3 separate regions of the Mus musculus genome follow, and all the other regions are linked to region 3. A link is a contact called in public Hi-C and promoter capture Hi-C data. All regions are on one chromosome and are shown on one strand. The core of a region is the stretch at or near the end of the contact, and the rest is flanking DNA. Distances in the headings are between cores, read along the strand shown.

The links. Promoter capture Hi-C pulls out the DNA fragments that hold promoters and counts their contacts. Hi-C and Micro-C count contacts between places; a contact is called where the count stands out from the background.
Region 1: a contact with region 3 is called in a Hi-C map of B cells, with 5 read pairs. The contact joins the promoter of Hcst here to the promoter of Pafah1b3 in region 3. A contact is called at or near these places in 1 of 39 promoter capture datasets (embryonic stem cells) and 1 of 484 Hi-C or Micro-C datasets (B cells).
Region 2: a contact with region 3 is called in a promoter capture Hi-C map of cranial neural crest. The contact joins the promoter of Ppp1r37 here to the promoter of Pafah1b3 in region 3.

Annotation. Positions count from the first base shown.
Region 1 is chr7:30,416,815-30,421,386 of GRCm38.p6, forward strand. It overlaps Hcst (hematopoietic cell signal transducer), which reads right to left and starts at 3,040. Exons shown (of 4, transcript NM_011827.3): 1 at 2,890-3,040; 2 at 1,805-1,828; 3 at 1,274-1,405; 4 at 898-1,032. The coding sequence starts at 2,932. The coding sequence ends at 992. Tyrobp (TYRO protein tyrosine kinase binding protein) reads left to right here. Exons shown (of 5, transcript NM_011662.3): 5 at 530-768. The coding sequence ends at 595.
Region 2 is chr7:19,560,842-19,565,148 of GRCm38.p6, forward strand. It overlaps Ppp1r37 (protein phosphatase 1, regulatory subunit 37), which reads right to left and starts at 1,557. Exons shown (of 13, transcript NM_199149.3): 1 at 970-1,557. The coding sequence starts at 1,189. Gemin7 (gem nuclear organelle associated protein 7) reads right to left here. Exons shown (of 2, transcript NM_027189.2): 2 at 4,108-4,307.
Region 3 is chr7:25,296,662-25,300,876 of GRCm38.p6, forward strand. It overlaps Pafah1b3 (platelet-activating factor acetylhydrolase, isoform 1b, subunit 3), which reads right to left and starts at 1,325. Exons shown (of 5, transcript NM_001357350.1): 1 at 711-1,325; 2 at 425-514. The coding sequence starts at 791.

The sequences.
Region 1 (4,572 bases), core at 1,790-4,289, 5.1 Mb after region 3:
TGGCCATCTGATGTCCAGAAGACCCCGGGCTGTCTAGTTTCTGAGAGCCAGGAAACTTTAGGGCAAATGTCAGCCTGATTTTTTTATCCTTCGGTATCTTGGTTGAGGCCTACATGGATCAACACAGCACTCCAATTGGAGAAGCTTATTTGAAGCAACTTAACAAAATCATTTGGGGTGACATTATGAAGAGATTGAAGTGAACCAATATAATGGTGGGACAGGAAAGAAACTGAAGATGGGGAAACTAAAACATTGCCAAGACTCAAAGGGTGAGCAGGTTGAAGATCTGTGGGCTTGGTGCTCCAGGCATCGGGGTGGGGGGCTGCACATGTAAGGACCCTGGGGTTGGTGCCTAATGTGCAGGCAGAAAGGCCAGGAGAATGCTGAGTGCATTTGAATAAAATCTTGACCTTTTCATGATTTTAAGTTTGAAAAACCTGCCAGAGACCTTGAAGGTCATTAGGAGGCTAGATTTGTTTTTATTTGCTGGGCCCCCTCCAATGATGGCCTTTTTTTTTTTTTTAAGGAGCTTCAGGGTCAGAGACCAGAAGTATACAGTGACCTCAACACACAGAGGCAATATTACAGATGAGCCCACTCTATGCCCATCAGCGGCCTGATGCCCGGATCCGGTCATTCCAGATGCCTACTCAACAAGCCCTCTCTGGGATCAGGACTCCCGTTGGAATACAGATCCACAGGGTACCTCCCTGAGATATCTGACATTGTACCATTTCTGTCCCCAAATAAAAGACAGAGCAAAAACAACGACTGAGTTATTCTAGACTGGGCTGACGAATTGGGTAACAGTGGGGCCCCAAGAGCGGTCTTAAATCAGGAAACCACTATGCTATCTTGGAGGAAGTCAAATTTTGGAAAGAATAAAACTAGAAGTATTTGAATCGCTTTATTCCTGTCCTGAAGAAGTGCGTTCCCACGCACCCCAAACCCACAGGATCCAGGATGAGCGGGTCAGAAGGTGCCGTGGTCAGCCTCTGCCAGGCATGTTGATGTAGACTCTACCATCTTCTGGTGGGTGGAGTAGAGAGAGCATGAAGCCTGACCACCCACAACTCTTCCCACATCGCCACCTTCTTGGGAGACCCCCTGCCTCAGCAGGGGCTTCCTCAGGGGTTCCCCAGACACCTCCACCAGGGTTTCCCAAACACCTCCTCCAGGGCTTCCCCGGGACCGCCTTCGTGGGACCCCCTTCTTCCCTAGGGACTGCTAGGGGACCTACACTTCAGGCCCCGCCCTAGTGTTGGCTCACCTTGGGCAGGCCTGCCGTGTGGGCGCATACATACAAACACCACCCCTACAATTAGGAGTGACATGACCGCATCTGCAGCCACTAGGCCTGCCAGGAGTGGCAGAGACAGAGTCCCACATCCGGAGCAGGAACCTGAGGGGATTAGAGCCCAGACAAACAGGCAGCTGAAACTTCTGACTCTCAAAAGTTTTGATTCGTTCACAGGGAGCCCCCTTCTCATCCCCCGCCTCCCTAAAGACCCCGAGACAGAGGGTGGGGGCGTGGGGTCGGGAGCGGAGCAGTAGGGTCAGGTAGGGGGCGCATCAGCTCCCAGATTCTTTGGGATTCTTTGTGCCCTGGGCACACTGGAGAATCTGTTACAGAGAATCTCGAGGTTCTCATCACTTCAGCTGGGTGGTGAAGAGTCAAGATGGGACCTGGGAAGGGCTCTGAGATTAGGATCGTCACAAGCCAGGGGCGTGCTGTGGGACAGACTTAAGGGTTGCAGGCGCTGCTGAAGTTACAAGGGCTAAGGCTTCTTTCATTCCTCACCTGCCGATGTCTGACTTGCAGCCACTGTGGAAAAACCCAAGAAGGTGGATGGAGGTTGGAAGTACAGGGGAGCAAACCCCAACACCCAGGCTTAGGGCAGGTGGGATGCTTGAGTGTAGTGTGAATTTTGGCTTCTTAAAAAAAAAAAAAGCGAAAAACAGTTGTGTGAACATGCTTTGTTTTAATCTCAGGTCTGGGATATGGGGATGCTTAAGATTGTCCACGGTAGCTATGATTTGTCTCGTGCTCTGGCAGGGGCGTGATTCTGCCAGCTGAAGCTAATTAACTTCTGGAATTCTGGGGACTCTTGAGAGGCTGGGAAAATGCCAGAGCCCTGGAGGCTGTGGCTCCTCCCCCTGCTGTTGCTGCATTGGCTGTTTGCTGGATGGCTGGTGGTTAAATGCTTTTTGGCTACTTTACTGGGGTCTAGCACCCTTCTCCATCCCAGTCCCTTCCAACCCCCCTAACACCAGGTAAGCAAGAAAGAAGATTAGAGGGGGAAGGGGTTGTAGACCACTTTAGACAACTTCCTGCTGGTTAGGGGTGTCAAGTTCTAGGGACAAGCTCTTAGGATGTCTCTAACCAGCAATCCAGCAAAAGGGGCAACAATCGGAGCACTAGCCACTGTTGCGGCCTCTAGGGCTCTGGCCTCTTTATACCGCTCAAGAGTCCCCAGAATTCCAAAAGTAAACTATCTTCAGCTGGCAGGATCACACCCCTGCCAGAGCATGAGACAAATCATAGTCACCTGCCACGGGCAATCTTAAGCAGCCCCATATCCCAGACCTGGGATTAAAACAAAAGTGTTCACATAGCGTAACTACATTTTTAGAGAAACCAAAAATTCTCACTGTTCTTAAGACCTAACTAAACTCCACAGTGGAGAGGTAAACTGGAAGGAGAGCTCCCCCCCCCCACCCCCTCCACAGCCACCAGAAAAGGGAAATAGAAGTGACTCAGCAGGGCTTCAGAATCCCATGCCCAACCCCCAAGGACTCAGGGGCACAGGGAGACCGACTTCCTCTCTGTGCCTCTGACAGCAGATGGCAGCCTTTCTGTCCCCTCAACCCCAGCACTGGCTTCACCTGGGAGCAGAAGCAGGAACAGGAGGTAGCCTGGGGGGTCCATGCTGGGCTGGGACCTGAAGGGATCTGGCCAAAACTGTGGTCCAGGGAAGTCCTCAGAACAGTAGAGGAGAAGAGAGGCAGCTAGGACGGATGTCACCCCGATGGTGACAATGCTACCTACTTCCTGTGTGGGTGCATGTGTGTCAAGACTTCCTTTGGAGAACAAATATGGGGGAGTCAGAGCCCAGAGAAGCTTCCGTGATCATCTCGGTGGAGTGGCAAGAGGACCATGGTGTGGGCACCAGGGAGATTATGGAAATAAGCTGGAGGTAGAGCCAACAACACTTGGGGAGGAGGGGGGGTGTGTTTGAGAAAGGGGATCATGGTGACTGTCGTTCCCAGCCTGAGCGAGATTAGAAGAGTGGAGAGTGGGTTGAAAGATAGTGAGGAAGCACTGGTTAAGGAGGGAGAGAAGGGCTGCCTGTGTTTGGGCACACTGAGTTGAAAATACCTAACAGATCTTTCTGGAAATGTGAATGCCCACAGGTAGGGTTCAGAGTCTAGGGACAAGACTGGTCCTGACACGTAAATCTGAGAGGGTTGATGGTTGGAGGACACGTGTAAAGCCATAGACTGGGTGAGATTGTTAAAGAGATACACACACATGCACACTGCCAGAGAGTGCAAGGGAAGCTGAGGGCAGGGCAGAAGCAAGGGAGGGGAGACCCAACCCCCGGCAGTGTTGTAAGAGAGAAGGAGAGATTTGGTCATCACAGTTCAATGCCAAGGAAGGTCACCAAGTGGGAACTGAGAATTGTTGGTTGCCTGGTGGACTGGGAATTCCTGTTTGGCTCACACCTCTCTATCTCCAGTGCCCAGCAAAGTGTCTCCTTTATGTTAGCAGAGTTCTTTAAATGGTGAATAAGTAAGCCAGGCATGATTGCCCAAGCCTGTATGTCCAGCACTAGGGAGACAAGTGAGGAAAAAAATAAATGGCTGTGAGTTCAAGGCTAGCCTGGCTGTTTTAGCAGGTGCATGGCCAGGCCAGCTACTTGGATGTAGGAAGCCCCTGTCTCAAAAACAAAGTGTTGGTAGGGAGAAGGTTTGGGATAAAGGTACTTGACTTGTATTAGGGCCCCATAACTGTCACAAAAAGGCCGGTATCTACAGTAGGCTTCAGAGCACGTGGTCTTCCACCTCCAGGGGAGTTCACACACTTTTTTTTAAAAGGCAAATATTGGAACCAGACAGAGTGGCACACGCCCTTAATCCCAGCACTTTGGAGACAGAAGCTGGCATATTTCTGTGGATTCTAAGGCCAGCCTGGTCTACATGGTGAGTTTCAGGACAGCTAGAGCTACATAGTTTGACTCTGTCTCTGGGGGTAGGGTGGAGTTGGGGCTGAAAAACAAACAAAAGAGCCAATATTGGTAGTTGATATGGCTCCAATATCTATAACCCAACATTTGGGAAATGGAAGCAAGAGAATCAGGAGGGGTTCAAGGTTATCCTCAGTTACCTAGAGTGCTAGGCCAACCTGGGCTACATGAATCTGCCCTTCCCCTTACTCTCTCCTCTCTCTCTCTCTCTCAAATCAAAACTGAAACCAAACGGGGAGAAAAAAAGCATTATAAATGAAAGTTAACTCTAAAGAAGGGAACGGCCACGTGGAAAAGAGAGATGTAAGGCACCTATATGGCC
Region 2 (4,307 bases), core at 307-2,806, 5.7 Mb before region 3:
CTCCCAGTGTATCATTTCCTGCAACCAAGTCCCCCCCACCACACCCCCACCCGTGCCCACATACATCAAAGCTACCAGCTGCCCACTCTGCTGCCCACAGCCTGGCAGTCGTGTCTGTCTGTTCCTGGACAAGCAGGTTAGCTTCCATAGAACACGGCCAGTGGGTGACCTCACTTCACAGGCTCCACCCAAGCAAAACACAATTCAGCTCAGAAATGGGATTAGCCTGTGTCCATCTCCCCAGCAACCTTTTCCCTTTCAAAGCCATCAAAGCCAATGCACTCCTCCAAGTGCCCGTCCAGTTCCACCTCCCCACCAACAGGCCTAGATCTTAGATCTTCCCATCTCCCAACATGTAAGTCACCTTCTGTTGAGTAGGGAATACTGCCGAGTCCTTCCCCAGGTAAACCCTGGTAAAAGCGGGCTCCGCGTTCTGCTGCCGAACCTTACTGCGGAATTCCTCGCACACAGGCAAACTGGCCACCTCGTCCTCTGCTTTACTACCTGCTGCCTCTGACCCTCCTTTCCCAGTCGGAGGGTTTACAAACTTCTGTACAGTCTGGGTTTATTTCCGTCCTCGTTTCAGCCAAAAGAGCAATGGCCATAGCCGGCTACGCTTTGCCTCCTGGTTTACAGACCAGCTGCTTCGCTCTCACCATCCCGTGGACTCAGGCACTTACCTTTCCCCCAATACTATAACCAGGCTCTCTTCATCTATCCCTGAGTGTACCATGAACTCAAAGGCTGGCTGCCAGCCTCCCAAACTCCCAAACAAGGTTAGGCTTTGAAAACCCAGTCCTGTGGACCTTTCCAGCTCTCCCGCCAACCCCTCTCTGCCTCCAGCTCTAACCTAGGCACCGTTGAAATCACCAATAAGTACCATTTGCCGCGGGCCACCTCCGTGGGGGTCGGCCCTATGGCGGTCCCACCCGCCTCTAGGCTCTCCCCCGCAACCCTCGCCAAAGCTACCGTGTCTCCAGGGGTCTTTGGGCTCCACCGCTCCAGACACGATGTCCTCGTCAGATGGGAACGTGACACGCTTGGCAGCAGCCTTAAGGCGGCCATCGGCCGGGGGCGAGGTCCCGGTAGGAGACTCAGCTTCGGCGGAGGCCTCCTCGGTCTCGGCCTCCGCGTCCGCGTCGGCGTCCGCGCCCGGCCCGGGCGGAGCCTCCTGCGGCGGGATCTCCATCGCCGCCGCCTCCTCCTCCTCACGGGGGCCCCGGGGACATGCCCCGGGCCCCGGACTCGTCTCTCCGGGTCCTCCCGCCGTTCCGGGGCATGGGCTTCGCCGCTGCCTCAAGCGCCGCCTCCGTCCGCTCCGTTCGTCGTCGTCGTCGTCGTCGTCGTCGCAGTCGCCGGGAGCCCCAACGCGCCTCCGCCGAGCTCCGCGAGTACCTGCTCTTCCGCAGCCACACTTTCGCTACAAGCCGAAGGGCCCGCTGCGTACCGAGAAAAGCATAGCACCGACTCAAGCTTTTGCTCTGAAAAAAAACCGTGTCGAGGACGACAGGAAGACCGGAACAAAGAACAGTAAGCTCCGCGGAAAAAAGAAACGTGACCGGCGAATCTGCAGAGCCAAACTGCAGAACACAGAGGCGGGGCCTATGAACGCTGTCTCCCGGAGCGCCGCGCATGCGCGAGTTCTAGCCGCCCCCTCCCGCCCCCCACAAGCCAAGCTGTCAACAGTCAGGCTCCCGCACATTCGTCACAAGCCCAAGTAATTCGGGAAAGGATTCAATACAAATCCTATAACCGCGGCCTGCGAGAGGGCTGTCAGCGGCTAAAGCCGTCTGAGTTCGTAAAAATAGAAGAATCGCCTCCACAAAATTGTCCTCTGATTTCTACGCGTCTACAAGAAATGAGTAACTTAAAATATAAAATACGGATCAGATATTAATTAAAAAACCACTTGCTGGACATGGTAGTGACTCGCCTTGTGAACCGAGCCTTGGAGAGGCTGAAGGAGGAGGTTGCGAATTCGAGGCTAGGCTGGATTACAAAGGGAGCCTCAGACAAGCAGGTGCTACAGCAGGAGACCCTGGTGGGGCTAAGCCAAGTACTGGGAGCAGGATAAAGTGATGGAGGTGCTGAGAGCTGAGAGCCAAGCTGAATATCGGATGAGTACGTACAAGTGACAGAAGCGACAGAAGAGCACACTTTAGCACAATTTTCGTCAAAATTGTATCAAATGTAAATTACAATATTAGACGAGTCTGCTAGGTATTCATGAACCTGCTATAAAAACAAAACAAAACAAAAACTGGGAGCAGGAATTCCAAAGGCTCGGGATGAACCAGCTGACCAAACCTGAGCGAGCCTAAGCCACACCTCCAAGGGGTCGATTCCAAAGCTCAGGATTCATCTGGGCACTTTCGCTTTTCCTTCTCAGCTCATTAAAGCCCACTGGCACAGGGACTGAAACCACAGAACGGGATTTGAGGAGGGTCGAGCACAGCATTGCCAAGTAGAGAGCTAGGCTGGAACTGGAGGGAGGCTCCAGTGTGAACTGATAACTGAGACCACTGCTAAGGGTAGCTGCTTTCCTCTTCACAGTTGGGGGTTAGCACACTTTGGAGACTGAGAAGTACCAAAAGCCCCTATAATTAATGCAAACCTTCAGTTACATTCTGAACTCCAAAAGGCATTAAGTGGGCTTTGTTTGGGGGGGGAGGGTTGGGTTTTGTTTGGTTTTACTGGTTCTCATGTAATCCAGGCTGCCCGCTGACTTGCCATGTAGGAAAGACAGGCTTTATCTCTGGCTCCTCCTGCCTCTACACCCCCTTCCCCACACCAAATGCTGGGATTACAGACTTGGGTCACTGTGCTTAGCTAGGAACTGCTTCCAGATATCATGTACTGAAAGATTTCTAGTGACAAGGGGCTGAAACAGGGGACACAGACTCCCTCACTAGACGGCTAGAGCAAACTGAGGAAGGGTAAAACTTCAACGCTAACCACCAACCTGCAGCATTTGCTCCCGGGCACTGGCACGGCACTGGCACACAAGTGTGACCACCACCACCACTCCCAGTCCCCTCCGTGGGAAGACAAACCTGCAGGTGACTGCAGTGGACCACATCACCAAGAGGGAACCTTGAAACCTAGTGTAAGCCAAGGCCCTGTCTAGGCCTTTTCTAGTAAAAAGCCATCCTTGCCCACCTCGGGTCAATTTCTTATGCAGAGATGAATGTCAGCCATTTGGGGAGGATGCCAGGAGCAGTGCAAGCCCTATACTTTTATCTGGACGCCTCAGCTTCATTGCTTAGATAAGCCCCACAAGTTTTAGCCTGAGATAGCTACACTACTAACTTTTAAAGACTACAGCAGAGGGTGGGAAGACAGCTCAGCAACTCCGTTCCAGAGGGCCTGAATTCTGCTCTCAGCACCCATAGTTCACAAGCACCTGTAACCCTAGCTTTGCTGACTGCCTATCTTTTTCTGGTCTCCGTGTGCACCCACACTCCCATGGCACACAGACATAAACACCTCCATTTAAAAATTTTAAAACAAAGAAATGTTAAGCATGGCACCACTCTCCATGGGATACAACTAAAGAGAGAAGCAGAAAAGCTGAGTATGGTGGCCTGACCTGTAAGTAATCCAGCACTCGGGTGGCTGAGGCAGGAGGATTGTGAATTCCAAGCCTGCCTGGGCTACACAGCCGGATCCTGTCTTTTAAAAAAGGTTGGGGTGTGGTGAGAAGATGGCTCAGCCCATTAAGTGCACTGGCTGATCTTGCAGTGCACCCACAAACAATTCCCAGCACCCACATGGCGGCTCACAACTATCTCTTACTAGTTTCATTGGACCTGGTGCCCTCTTCTGGCCTCAGCCATCACTGCATGCATGTGGTATGGTCACCCATGTAAGCAAACCACCCATATATATAAAATAATAAATGAAAAGGAAAGCCAGAGCCAGATTTCTCTAGATGATGATTTCTTTGGCGGGGTGGGGGTGGGGGGGGATGATGATGATGGAGAAACAGCTTGAGAGGCTCAACTTCGAAAGCTCTTTAGTGCTCTTTGCGCGCGCGCGCACACACACACACACACACACATACATACACACACACACACACACACACACACACACACAGCAGCCTGCAAGGCCAAGCCTCAGGAATTTATTTCTGTGACGCTCAGTGTGTGAAGCAGAACACTCCTTCCAACAAGAGAGATCTAGAATGTCTGAGGTTGCCGTCCCCCACTGCCGCACAGCCTGGCCTTGAGTTTATGATCTTCCCACCTCTTCAGAGCCAGGGTTATCTGCATCCTGCACCAGGCAGTATCTGGTTTGGAGTTCCT
Region 3 (4,215 bases), core at 75-2,574:
TGGCAATACAACTGAACCTCATTGTGGGGTGGGGGGGAAAGCCATTGTAGCTAAACGTCTTAGGGACTTTATTACTGATAAAGTCTTTGCAGAATACCATTACAATCAACCTTCACTTTCTGTAAAGCTATTACAACTTCGAGTAAACCCAACAGGGGCTGTGCCCCACCTTAAACAAACAATGAAAAGCCCTCACCTGACACAATCTTGAAGGAACGCCTCAATTTAACTCGACAGAGACAAACCCAACCCGACAAACTCAGGGCACACACTTCATTCTCAGCAGACATGTACATGGGGTTCTTAGATTCCTGCTACCACGGGCATTTCTGTACCCCTTATCTTGTCTTATCAGGTTCTGGGCTTGAAGTGCCAGTGAGGGTGCATGCCTGGATGAGGAAGGAGGAAACGGGTGGACCCTCACCTCACATTGGTGCATTAGCTGAACCAAGGAGTCCCCGATAAAGACTACTTCGGGTTCCTTGTCTTTGCTGTCCGCTACAAACCGATGGTGCTGCAGAGAAAGCCAGAAAGAGTCAAAGGCACGCACGCTCCAGGCCCCGCCCCACCCCGCTGCCTCAGGCGGAACAACCCCAAACAACCCAAACCAGGCTGCCCACCTAGGTGAGGAGGAGGATGTCACGAAGCAGTTCTATAGACATACACGCCCCCCAAGCCCCTAACCCTGGGGACCACGCGCGGTCACTCACCAGAGACATCCAGCGCCCGTCACCCTGCACGTCTTGCACAGGCGTGGGCTTGCTGGCCGGGTTCTCCCCTTCCCCACTCATCCTCAGCACCGCAGCCCCCTGGGGATGAGAGTGGAGTCCGCCCGGGAAAGCTCCGCGAGGACGTGGATCCGCCACGCCCACCCCTACCTCTCGGGCCAACACAATGGACCGTCCTGCCGCGCTCGCTCGCGCGTAGGGCGAAGGCCGAGCCCAGACGCCGCCTCCTTTCGCAGACTAGAAACCGTCACGTAGGAAGGAATCCTCGCTCCCCTCCCCCGATGGAGGCCGCAAAGTGGGCTCGTCTGCCGCTTCCCGCCGGGACCCCTTGCGGCCACGGGGGCCCAACGCAGGGGGGAGGGGCAGGCGAGACCAAGCGGCACTCGTGGCAGGGGAAGAGGGGGCGCAGACAAGAGAGACACAACCCAGAGTGGACGGAAAGGGGCAGGGTACCTGTAAAGCCGACAGGGACCAGGGACAATCTAGCGCCCTCCGTCCGAGGAGGAAATCATTTGCTGCAGGGCCAGAAAACTCCGGAAGAGACCACCTACGGGGGTGTGTGTGTGTGTGTGTAACCCATTCACATAGGAGAGGGAGTGGACGAGCTCATTCCTAGATCCGCGGAGGGGGTGGCTCTTAGACACCTGGGAAGGGACGCTCCCATTTCTTACTGGTGTAGGGATTTGAAAGGAAGCTAGCCAAACTGGGCGGTGGTGGCACACGCCTTTAATCCCAGCACTGGAGGGAGCCAGAGACAGGTGGATGTACTAGTTCGAGGACAGGCTGGTCAACAGAGTTCTAGGACAGCCAAGGCTACACAGAGAAACTCCCGTCTTGAAAACAAAAACAAAAAGAAGTGAAGCTGGTGGAGGCAGCACCAGAGTGGCTTTGAGGGGACTTCCCTATTTAAAACTTTCTGTTTTCTTTTGAGATGAGATTTCACTCTGTAACTTTAGCTCTCATGGAACTTGCTATAAACAGCAGGCAGGCCTTGAATTCACAGAGATCTACCTACCTCTGACTCCTGAGTGCTAAGATTAAAGCTGTGTGCCACCAGGCCAAGCCCAACACTAAGGCTTTGTTATTGTTATTTATTATTTATTTGTTATGTATATGTATATACGTGTGTGTGTGTGTGTGTGTGTGTGTGTGTGTGTGTCTTTTTTAAGGTAGGGTTTTTAAGGTAGGGTTTTTCTGTATGACAGAGCCCTCCCTGGCTGTCCTGGACTTGCTTTGTAGACCAAGCTGGCCTGTAGAGTGGTGGTATTATAGGTATGTGCCACTAGACCCAGCTTCAACATTAGTTTTTTAGTGGTATAAAATCTCAAATGCATATCTTCATGCCTCAGAGGCACCATCAGATCTATGTGAAAGAGGTGCAGAAAGATCAGAAATTGGAGATGGCTGCAAGGCCCAGCCCAGGTCCAACTTGGCATCCGTCCTGCAGATCACCTTGCACCTCCTAGGCCTCTGTTCCTCTCTCTAGATACAAAGTTCCATCATCAACTTCAGGTGGGTGGCTCTGGACTCCAAATCCCATGTCTGTAGCCAAGGCCACTTTCTATCATCTTCTTTCTTTCCCTGGCTCAAACTAAACCCCAAATCGCAGTGTTTTCTCAGATGCCCAGGGTCTCCCTCACCCCTAAATGGCCTAGTTGTTTTCTGGCAGCCCCACCTAGCGACTGAACTTTCAAACCTATCCATTCCTTCTTGTTGGCTTGATACTAAAGTAGTGAAGAGTTTTATTTATTGTGTTCACATTCTGTCTCAATCTCTTTCCCTAATCTGGACCTGGCATGAAGTTATTACTAAACAAGTGCAGTGCTTGCAGAATGATATTAGTTACATTAATGGTCAGATCCTGGCTATCTCCATCCATGTGTTGGAGAGAGAGACTCAGACATGACTGAGAAAGGCCCGGGACTCTGAGGCTTTGTGTTTCTCTAGAACAGAACTTCTTTCCTGTGTGCTTGTTTGGAGGTACGGTCTCATGTATGAGATGACTTTAAACTCACCATCCTCCAGCCTCTACCATGGTGAACAGGGCTTCCTCAACTTTTTCTACTTGAGCCCCACTTTTGCCTGAGAAAGTTTTTGGTTTTGATTTTTTTCTTTCTAAATAGGAGGTCTTACTATGTAGCTTAGGCTACCCAGAACTCATTGTGTAGACCAGACTAGCCAAATCTACCCTAGTGATGGCAATAAAGGTGTGCTCAACCATTCCAGCCCAAGAAAGCTGTGTGTGAGTGTGTGGTTGTGTGTGAATTTGAGTGTGTGTGTGTGTGTGTGTGTGTGTGTGTTTATATCTTTGTAAGATTATATGTGCATTTGAAGGCAGGTGACTGCAGAAGTCAGAACCGGGTGTCAGATCTCCTAAAGCTGGAGTCAAAGGCAACTGTGAGCGGCCCTGTGTGGATGCAAGAACTGAACTCAGTCCCTTAACCAGGGAGCTGTCTCTCCAGATGCTAGACTGAATAGTTTTTATATTACCCTGGGCTTATGGGTGTATAATATGGGTATATTTACATCTAATATTCCCTGATACTACTATAAAGAAAAGGACTTAGAACAATTCTTTTGTGCAGATATAATTTTACCATTTATTAAAAACAAAAGCACATTTGCATACTAATAAGCTAGGTGTACTTATTTTGTTTGTTTGTTTGTTTTTTCTTTGTGTAGCCCTGGCTGTCCTAGAGTTTATTCTGTAGATCAGGCTGACCTTGAACTCACAGAGAGCCACCTGCCTCTCTCTCTCTACTGAATGCTGAGATTAAAGGAATGTGCCACCACCATCTGGCAGGATAAACTTTTTATATACAGCCAAAATCTTGGAATTCCTAATATATTGTCTCTGAACAGACTCTGAGGCAGTGGTCACTGGCATGGCGTAGCATGATGCTGTGTGCACTTCAAATGACCAAAGCTGCCATGAAATTATTTCATTTTTTGTTTGTTTGTTTGTTTGTTTGTTTTTGTTTTGTTTTTTTCTTTTGAGACAAGGTCTATGGAGTTGTCTTGCCTGTTCTGGATATAAGTCTATGTAGACCAGGCTGGTCTTGAACTCACAGAACTCCCCCTTCGGAGTGAGTGCTGGGATTAAAGGCCCTGCCACCACAAATTTTGAGATGCAAAGTTGATGAGCACCTTAGATTTATTAGTTTGATTCTGTTGTACTTTCAGAAACCTTTTACTAGTACCAACATTTTCATGGCATCCCCTCACTGTTTTATGACCCAGAGGTGGTTTCCTGAAACAGTGTATGGACACGGTTTGGGAGCTTCTAAGGACTGGGAAGCACAAAGAAAAGACACAGGTCATAACATTACTAACATTTGGACAGGGATATACACTAGGGTAGTTTAGTTTGACTTGAAAGTTTGGGGGCCACACACCTGTAATTCCAGCATTTGAGAAGTAAAGGCAAGAGAATAGTTCCAGACTATCCTGAGTGAGCTGAAGGTGTGAGGGACATGTGCAGAGAAAG